Regions from separate parts of the Mus musculus genome. Here region 1 is linked to region 2. A link is a contact called in public promoter capture Hi-C data. All regions are on one chromosome and are shown on one strand. Each heading gives the region's core, a stretch centred on a gene start, on an enhancer-like site or on the middle of the called end of the contact. The rest is flanking DNA. Distances are from core to core; before and after follow the strand shown. Region 1 holds the start of Ankrd16 (ankyrin repeat domain 16). Region 2 holds the start of Prkcq (protein kinase C, theta).

Region 1 (5,072 bases), core at 362-2,861, 610 kb before region 2:
TCTAGGAAGAAATGAAATTGTTTTCAGTGGTGGGAGAGTATCACCAACATCCCTGCTGGTGGCTCTGTAAGGCTAGAGGTGACAAAACTGCCTAAGAACTCAATATTCGGTGCATGGCGAACTGAATTTCATCAACTCTACTTATCCACTGTGGCCATGCAAATTAAACTATGTAATCGTGAACAGGAATTTTAGCAAGATGTCTCCAGAAAAACGCATCTTGGGCACACGAGTAGTACAATTCAACCGTTTCACTCCACTTGATTACATTTCCATACTCTTTCGACGGGAAACGATTGCCCTAACTAAAGAACCAAACCCACACGAAAGGGAGGTCGGGGAGAAGATTAGAAGCTGAGAAAAGTTATAAATCTAACGAACACACTGAAAAATACATGAAAATCTGCGATTCTTCAGGGAGTGTCGATATAGCTTTTCTGGACCGTGGGTTGGGCACCTACCAGTCCGCCTTCTTCAAGGAGTCCACGACTGCACCTCGGCCCAGGAGGTAGCGCACGCAGTCCCGGTGGCCCATAGAGGCAGCTTCGTGCAGAGGCCGCTTGTAGTCTCGGTTGGTAGCCTCGATGTCCATACTCCAAGCCTCCACTAGGTACGCTAGGATATCCTGGCGTCCGTGGCGTGCTGCACAGTGGAGAAGGGTGTCTCCGGCTGGCCCCCGGCAACCTCTAGCTACCGCCAGTTCCTCCTGAAGGTCACGCAGTCGGCCCTCTTGCACCAGCCTGCAGAGGCGCCGCGGATCCCCAGGCAGAGCCATCGCCCTGGACCAGGATGGACAAAAGTAGGAGGAAGACCCAGGTTCAGTCTTAGAGCAGATCTGTGCTATGATAGGTTGGGAGGTGAGAGAAGGCTGGCGCTTCCGCTTCCGCTTCCTCCACGTGACCCTTTTCCCCGACTCTCGGCACCGCCCCCTGCCCGCCCCCAGCCAGATTCTCTCCGCTAGCGTCTTTAATGCTTCTTGCCCTGGTTTGGAAGTCACAGTCTCCAAATGTAGAATGGTGTCCCCTCAGGCGACAACATGCACACTCGTAGGTCATTCTGGTTACCGCGCATCACACACGCGTACTCGTCAGGGTGGGGCCTCGGGCTCCCAGGGCTTGGGGTAAGGCTGTGTGCACCTGACATCCTGGAGCTGTCCCTTGCACCCGAGTGAACTGGGAACGGAAGACCTATCAGAATGGAGGGTGCCAGTGTACCGCGAAGTCCTGCACGCGGGACTTCTGGCCTCGCATCCCAGATGTGGTCTGCTCTCCACCGGACAGCTTCTGGGAATGTTTGCTGGGCTGCTCCGGTGGTAGCTGCACAGGCAGTCGAGAGCACGCTGCCCACCACCCTGGAACCTAGCTGGCCCACCCCTGGCCTGAGGATGTCTGCCGGACTGACAGCCGCATCCTTCGGCTGACCAGGCTCACAACAGCAAGGGTTTCTGGGGCCTCTCAGAGCTGGAACGGTGTCCTTGTGCTCCGCCCGATCCTCACCCAATCCGCAGCCGACCCCAGCCCCCTCCCCGCCCGCTGCTGTCTCCTGGGCCCCCGCGGGGACCCAGGGAGCTCTAAGGAACTCTGGGAAAGTTTCCTTCGCCTCCTCCGCGGTGGCGAAAGCACAGACGGGGCGTGGCTCTCAAGACACTGAGCCACGCCCCCTCCCGCTTCGCGTACGGATTGGTTCCAGAGTCTGTCCGTCCGCGTGACCCTTCCAGTTCGGAGTGCTTCGATTGGTTCACGGGCCTGTCCGTCGTCTCCGGTGGGAGGGTGCGTCTTGGCAGCGAAGAGGCGGAGCTCGCGGAGGAAGTCTGCAGTCGTCTGTGCTCGCTGTCTGGGCCGAAGGAGGGGCTTGCTGGTCGGGGAAAGGCTGAATGTCCGGCGGCATCGCCTGGGTGGTGTCGCCGCCGGGGTCCTGGGCCGGGCCGCCATAGTGCGTGAGACCGTGGACTTGGCGTGGGGTGCGAGCCGGGAAAACTTCCTATTGTGGGGTCTCCCGCGCAGGGGTCTTGGCCTCGGGGGTGGGGCCCTAGCTGAGGGTGGGCGTAGGAGCTGGCCGCGCCCGCGGTGGTCAGGAGTGGGCCTGCAGAAGGAGGTCGGATGCTCTCTGCAGACCCGCATCCCTTGGCCGCTCCCTGAGGCTCCGGAAGGGGCAGCACCTGAGAAGACAGATCCTCTGCCGCTGGCAAGCCTGGCTTGTCTCCACTGTAATGTTTTTGACCTTGGGCGAGTCATTGTATGCAGCTCCTGACGTTGGTGTTCGCCTTGGTAGTCTCCCACCCCCTCACCTGAACAGGTGATGGTGGTTAAGGGGACGCGAGAAGGCCTGGGGGGCTTTTGGAGGGTTCTTTGAGACCCGAGCCCGCTTTGTTGGCTTCCTTTCGAGGAACTAGACATTTAACCTAATGGTGTTTCCGTTTGGGAAGTAAAATGGAAGTCGCTCCTGCCAGGTTTAAAACAATTTCTTTGCATTTGGCAGTACATTCTGGTTCACTAAGCGCCTGACATTGTCTATTCCATAAACAGCCCATAGGTAGCATTCAGGTTTTAGAGACGAGGAAGGACGTCAAGGCCAAATGAAGTTAGTGATTTTTGCCACGTATTGGAAAGTTGAGGCATCTGATAGTTTCAAACTTTTTGCTACTTTGCATGGTTTTAAATCTCAACGTTTGGGAGACTGAAGCAAGAGGACCTTGAGTTCGAGGTTCGAGGCTAGTCTGGGCTGCCTACTCCTTCCTTACAAATGATTTCACGTGGTCTTGCCTTATCTCTCTTAAGTTTCTGGTCCTTTAAACAAAACCGAGAATCCTGGTTTATAAAAAGATGAAATTGGTTATTTAATTGGTATTCTAAATTAGATTCTGCCTCTCCTCTGCTCTATGAATTTCCTTTGCTCTGTGTTTTCCTTTGGGAAACTAGATATTTTTGGTGAATCTGCCTCCATAGCCCTGGTGATTTTTCTGGAGAGCGGTGGGTATTTATGCTTTAAGTTTATGAGTAGGGCTAGTACTTCTCTCTCTGTCTGGTTGAGCTGCCCATTTCTTCAGTGAAGGTCTTTGGAGGCCTTCAATTCCCTTGTAACTAACTGTCAATGGAATTGGGATATTCGATCTGACTTTTGCTGTGTTTCATGGATCTTTGGTACTTAGATGTCGTTGAGGGATCAAGGGATCAGTCCTTTAACATGTTTCCTGGTTTATGAATACATAAAAGTATTTGAATTCTAATTTCAAATGTGTTACTGTCGCATACACACACACACACACACACACACACGCCCATCTTATATTTCTCTGTTCCCCCAGGCTGACTTTAGTTTAGAAAAATTTAGATTTTTTCTTTGCTGTTCTGGTTTTGACAAAACTTGTAGAAATTATCACCAAAGCCAGCTCTTACATTGTCAATAGTTATTCGCATGCTCTTTGAAGACTTTTGATGTTTCATAGAACTCGAGGGAGCTTTAACTGGGTGTTCTACAGAACCTCTTAAAATAATCTGGACATGATGGCACACAGTTGATCAGCCTAGCATTTAGTTGGCCTAAGACCCTACTTCAGCAAAACAAAGCAGACCAACCACCAATCAAAACAACAACCAAACCACAAGAAGAAACCCTGAAAATTATTTTTAAAATGGAAACTTTAGGCCTTTCAGTGTATGAAAAATTATTAGAGCAGCCATTTCTTCCTTTGCTTTTTAACATAGCTAAAATCAGCTCCCTTAATGTTACACAAGCAGAGTCAGTTGTCCTCCATTTTCCTCTTGGTCTTCACACCTTGTTGATACTCACCTGTCCTTGCTACCCAACTTCTGTTCTCCGGCCTTCTCCAACTCTTGCCCAGCTGGTACCATGACTTTCTGACTTATTTTGCTGACAATCTCCATGCCTAGCTACCCTTGGCTGTGTAATGGCCTTGCTTTTAAAAACAGCACGTTACTCTGAATTGCCTATGCAATGAGTAAAGGACAGTGTCTTTAGCAGTATGTAAGAGGACCGTTGTAGTCTCTGGATCCAAATTCATTTTCCAGCCTGTCAGTTAGCGTTTTGTTCTGAAGAAAGGAAACGTTTCTGTCACACATTGTGCCATTCCTTTGTTTTTCATTCATATTGTTTTCTTGTGCCTAACTGAATCCCATTCATCACTTAAGGCCCATCCCTTTATGGAGATTCTTGTAACAGTCCTAATTATATTTACTACCGTAGGCCCTTATGTGTATATTTATGTAGTGCTTGGATTGCTGTGTGTTTAGCAATTTGTGTTTGTTTTGGTAGCTGCCTTATGGTCAGGCTTACTTATTTTTGTATGCTCTCCAATGTCTAAAATAGCATTAGCAACAGGGATACCATAAGGAAAGCCCTCATGGAGTTCATAGTAAATCTGGGAAATGGAGAAAAATGAAGAGGTTGAGGAATGAGTGAATAAATAATAGAAAATGGTTATCAGATATATGAAGATATATTGTGGACAGTAAGTAGTGATTTCTCGTTTGTTTGTTTGTTTGTTTTCTGTCATTCTGTCTGAGGAACACAGAATGAGCCGTTCAGCCCATCTTTTCTTGCAGTAATAAATGGGGGCTGTACTTACAGAAGTAGTCGGTGTTTTAGGGCATGAGGTGACCGCAAGAGACTGGGGCTGCTGGGCAGGGAAGGTGGCTCAATTGGTCAAGTGCTTGCCAGTCAAGCATGAGGATCCTTAGTTAGCACCACATAAAACACCCGCATGAGAATGCGAGCCTTGTAATGTCAGCACTGGGAGGCAAGGCGGCTACCTGAGCTTGCCAGCGCAAGCCAGCGAGTGCAGCTGAATCGGGTAAGCCCTGGGGCCCAGTTAGAGAAACAGGACAGATTCTGAGAAATGACACCTGAGCTTGACCTGGCCTCCTGATGCATGTATCCTTTCCTATCACACTCCCCGTAGCAAAGTTTGGGCTACCTGATGCAGACCTGTGGACTTAGAGAAGCAGGGAGTGGCTGGTAGGTCTTTCCATGAAGACCGAGTGACAGAAAGAGGAATGAGAACCAGTGTGCACTCTTTGTGTTTGGTGTTTGTCTGTCTGTTTTCCTTTGAGTTA
Region 2 (4,820 bases), core at 1,556-4,055:
TTGAACCCACTATGTAGCCAAGGATGAGTTTGTTCCTGTTCTCCCTTTCCTGAGTGCTGGGATTATATGCATGCAGTACCACGGCTGGTTTCTGCTCTGCTCAGGACAGAACCCAGGGCTTCCTGCATGCTAGGTAGAAACTCTACCAATGGAGCTACCCACATCCCTAGCCCAAACATTATTGTTTTGGTTTGTTCTGGCTATGATTATCATCAATACCATTAGCTTAATTCAAAAGCTAACACAATCTAGCAACCTGTAGAAGGACGTGCTCCCAAGACAAGGACTTATCAAATAAATGGCAATTTAACCCCAGAGCAGAAATCCATGATTCTGAACTCAGATGAGATTGTTTCAACTTCTGGGACCTTAGACTTTCAACCCTCCCCCAACTGCCTGCCAAGAATATGCAGAGATGATATAGCAATCAGAATATCACTGTATACAAATATCTGGCAGGTTGAGATGAAAGATGTTTCAAGCCTTGCTAAGACACACCTTTTAATTCACTTTTCTGGCTCCACATTGTGCATTTCAGTGGATGGCCAAATATCTATGGTTATATAGAAAGCACTAATTAGATTCTGGGTTATTAAAAAATATTGACTGAACAGGCTATATTTAAGGATATGTATGTCTTTACATATTTGCATGCAATAACACATTTCAGAGAGCTTCCAAGACCTGCTGTGAACACGGGAAGTAGAAGGGTGTTGAGAAGGATATTTGAGATTCTAGAAAAGCTGGGTTTGACTCTATGAGCAGCATCCCTGGGAGCCTTGGAAGAGAGGAGAGAGCCGTCATAGAGACTGCGCTGTGTGGCTACACAGTGTAGGCAGAGGCCCTGCTGGGAGGGGGCACTGGTGGGAGAACAGGTGTTGGGAGCTTGTCCAGGAGTCACTGCCACCCTGAGCCACCACAGCACAAGGCAGTGCACAAGTGAACCTGACCAAACATCGGGCAACAAGAATCTCCCTGAGAAGCTGCTGCCATTTCAAAGTGTAGACAGCAATCCTGGGCCTTGGAATTAGAAACTATTGATGCCAGAAAGGTTACCCTTGGGACAGGCAGTAAGAGTCACCAAGGGGATTAAACGACGATACAACAGTTGTAAAAACTAAAACAGAACCCCTTCATTTAGATTGAATTGCTCAACTTGGCAGGGAACTGTGCAGGTTTCAGATCTTCCTAGGCTAAATCGTCATATATATGCACTCTCAATCAGCAAAAGAAACAGCCTAACAAGATCTTTCTGTGGTAGACACCTGCATCAGACAATGGCACTGATCTCTGGGGGATTTTAAACAGCTGTGCATAAACTTCAAAAGTAATTTGCAACCAAATTAGTAAATGTCACCCTTCTTCCCACAAGACACAGCATTTTTTTTTAAAAAAAGAGAGAGCAAGCATCCTCATTTAAGCCTGCCATTTTACACATTCTCAAAGATAAGGGGGTGGGGGGTGCGGCGGGATGAAGATGATGTTTCACAAGGTTGGGGTGTGGGTGGGGTGAGGTACTCAAGATCTTAGAAAAGGACTACTCAGGCAAGGAAACAAGCCCTGGGGAGGAAGAAGCAGTGGTGGGCATGGCTTCCAGGACAAATGCACGGAGCCATTAAGTTCTGTTTCCTTGACTCCTGAATCCCGAGACTTTTCCTTTGCTAAATGAAAGGGACAAATGAACTGAGCTGAGAAGACAAAGGCAGATCCCCCATATCTTGTCTGAGGTTCATCACACAATTCCCCAGTCTAGGTCTGTGTTCTCAAAAGGCACCTGCAGCTTAAAGGACTGGGGCTTGGGCACAAACGGTCCATTTTTCCCACTGACAGCCCAAGCTCTTTCTCCCTCCCCCCCAACCCCCACCCCTGCCCTCCGCCCTCCCATCTCCACACATACCCAGCTGTGTCACCACTGAATAATCTTTTATTAGCACCATGGCCAGCCCACATAGTAGCAGGACAGCCCAGAGGACAGGGCAGCTCTGTGACGCTCCCCTTGCAGAGAACACCAGAATCACTAAGGTTCAGCCCGCCGTTGGACCTCTCTCCCACGCCCACATGGAGTCATTAAAGTCACCCGTGGTACTTTGATAATGCCAGCTCTTAAAACTCCAGTGGAACAAAGAGGTTGCATATAACAAAATGCATCTTAACATGTGACACTCAAAGCTAGAAAATAATCTTGTTCTAAGGAAGTGAATACCTCAACTTTTAAAATCAAACAACAAACAAACACCTAAAATACAACCTAGCCCCTGAAAAACAAAACAAAACAAACAAAAACCCGAATCAAGCGCTGCAGCAAATTCCCAGAAAACTAGGTGTTCTCCATGGACAGGTCTCCTAGGACAGAAAACACTCCTTACAAGTCTATGGTTTTGTTTTTGTTTTTGTTTTGTGGAGAACACATAAAGTTGCAACTGTTTCCTTTTTCCTAGCCTGCCTTTCCTCGGGTGCTAAGGAAACGCAAAGGAAGAAGGAAGCGCCCCTCAGTCCCTGACCCCAGCTTCCACTGGTCAAGGTCGCCAGCACACAAGAAACCAACGACTGGAGGAGCCCCAAAGTTTGCTTTTTCTCGATTTTGTTCTCACCCCTGTTACTCCTGACAGTCCCCTACCCTTTCCTGGAACACTTGCAAGAGACATTCGGGTGGCCCTTCAGGCCCTGATCTTTGGCACCTCCAGTCTGCTCACTCCTCGGTGGTAACTTGGGACCCTGGGTCCTACCTGGTGTCGCGGCCGCGGTCCCAGAGCAGCGCCGCTGTTGCTCGGATGGCGGGGACTGGCGCGGGCCTGGCGACCCAAGGGTACTCCGGTGGCGGCACCGGCCAGAGGGCGCTCGCCACGCCGGCTCAGGGACGCGCGCCTGGTTGCGTTCCGCGAGCGCTCTCGGCCTTCCTCCTGCTGGCTCTGTCCCCACCCTCCATCCTCACGCCTCACTGGCCACTTGTCGCTCTGCCGCGACTGGGACCCGGAGGCTGCAGGAGGTCTGGATGAAGCAGTCACCGGGCGGGGAGCGACGCCGCAGGCAGCGCGAAGCGGGACGGACGCCAGAGCCTCAGCCGCCTGAGTGCCAGAAAGGGGGGCGCGAGAGCAGTCTCTTCTTGCTTAGCTGAAAAACCATAAATGAGCAGCCAGTGGGAAGGGCTAAGGTCGCCGGCAGAAAGAAGTGTTTTATTTAATCCATTTTGCATTACAAAGGGCTTACGAGTTGCTTTTGTTTTGGTTTGCTTTTTAATTACCTACGAGTGTGTTTGGACACAGCTCTGTAGTGGCATAGAGGCTTCTTGGTGGAGTCTTATGAATGATTTTTGATGTTTTGAACTGCTGTAAACTGTACAGCATTTCGGCAGCAACTTTTCGTCACTAGGGTGTATTTGTCTTTTTAAGAGTTTTTATGCCATGCTGCTAATGTTCATGATTGTCTCTATAACAAGGGGTGGTAGATTTTCGCGCACTTAATAAAATTACATTTTTGTTGTGCAGTACAGGAAGGCCAGATTAGTATGAGAATTTAAATAGTAACACTATTTAAATACTCCACCCTACCCCATGTTCTCCTCAGCAGGCTTCTGGTTACTGACATACATCATCTTTAAATGGCCACAGGTACGGAGAGTTTCAGCTTCTAATGTGACTCTACAGATGACACTGAGACATGGAAGTGCTTGGTGACTTGATCAACTGATACTTGGGGCTGTGTTAAGAAGCCACAAATGGCGATACTTCCCTATAATGTATATGAACCATCAAAACCAATGCACAGAGTTTTAAAGGTTACAAAAATATTTGGCCAAAATTAATCCACTTTGCCATTTGTTGATACATAAGCACTGAACTAGCCCACAAGTCAGGATCTTACAATACAGAGGCTGTGCTTCCAGCCCTGAAGTATGATGACCTCAGGACATCAAAGTCTGGCACATAGTAGGCCTCCATTATATTTTGGCTATTACATTTGGCAGAAAAGTGTGTCATGCCTGGGAACAAGGTCAAAGGGCTGGAGTGATGGTCCCCACTTCTGCCCCAGTCTGTGACTGCTAAGGATCCTCTTGTTCAAAGATGAAAGGACTGGCTTCTCCAGCCAGTCTTCAGTAGATCCTACTGGGTTGGGGAGAAATGACAGAGTGATCACACAGCTATGCCTTAAGTCAGGAAACATATTCTCCATGACTATGTTTCCCACTGAGTATTTTAGGAGATTAAATATATGCAGGGGCTTAGGGACCTTCATATGTCCTCTGATTAATTATTTAAAACACATTGTAGAGACTCTACTACTGACCATCCACAGCCTGTTTCTGTAAATCAGGCTTCAATTGCTTTTAAAAGGTTATATACAAATGACAGGATGTTGGCAACATAGTAAATACTTATACATAGTAGGCCTGTGGTGGGAAGAATTACATACATTGTTCATTCTACCTTCATAATCTAATGAAGTAGCTAACATCATAACCATTATTATCATCCCCACTTGACACATGAAAATAATAATGTTTTGAAATATTATGTAATATAATCAGCATTACATTATTATACATTATATTGTTATGTGATTAGAAAGAATCAGAATTCAAACCTTGAGTACTCTTTAGTATCCCTCTTAAACATAATTGAATGCAACCTTCATCCCTACAGCACTGATTTTAGTATTTGGTTTCCATCGCTTTAGAACCTCTGGGTTTGGAAGGCCTGTGGTATTCTGATATCCTATAACTACAGAGTTCAATAGTTAGAAGTTCTTTACCCTGAAAGCTGGATCTTCTGAAATAATACTCTATCATGTATCTCAGAAAAATGATTTTATTTTGGCCTTAA

Evidence for each region. Capture Hi-C pulls out chosen DNA fragments and counts their contacts.
Region 1: a contact with region 2 is called in a promoter capture Hi-C map of liver, with 3 times the contacts expected there. The contact joins the promoter of Ankrd16 here to the promoter of Prkcq in region 2. A contact is called at or near these places in 1 of 39 promoter capture datasets (pre-B cells), 1 of 115 datasets of contacts at active chromatin or transcription factors (double positive thymocytes) and 1 of 9 other capture datasets (liver).

Annotation. Positions count from the first base shown.
Region 1 is chr2:11,774,292-11,779,363 of GRCm38.p6, reverse strand. Ankrd16 (ankyrin repeat domain 16) reads right to left here and starts at 1,611. Exons shown (of 7, transcript NM_177268.4): 1 at 462-1,611. The coding sequence starts at 775. Fbh1 (F-box DNA helicase 1) reads left to right here and starts at 1,779. Exons shown (of 21, transcript NM_015792.2): 1 at 1,779-1,932. The coding sequence starts at 1,932.
Region 2 is chr2:11,170,367-11,175,186 of GRCm38.p6, reverse strand. Prkcq (protein kinase C, theta) reads right to left here and starts at 2,805. Exons shown (of 18, transcript NM_008859.2): 1 at 2,727-2,805.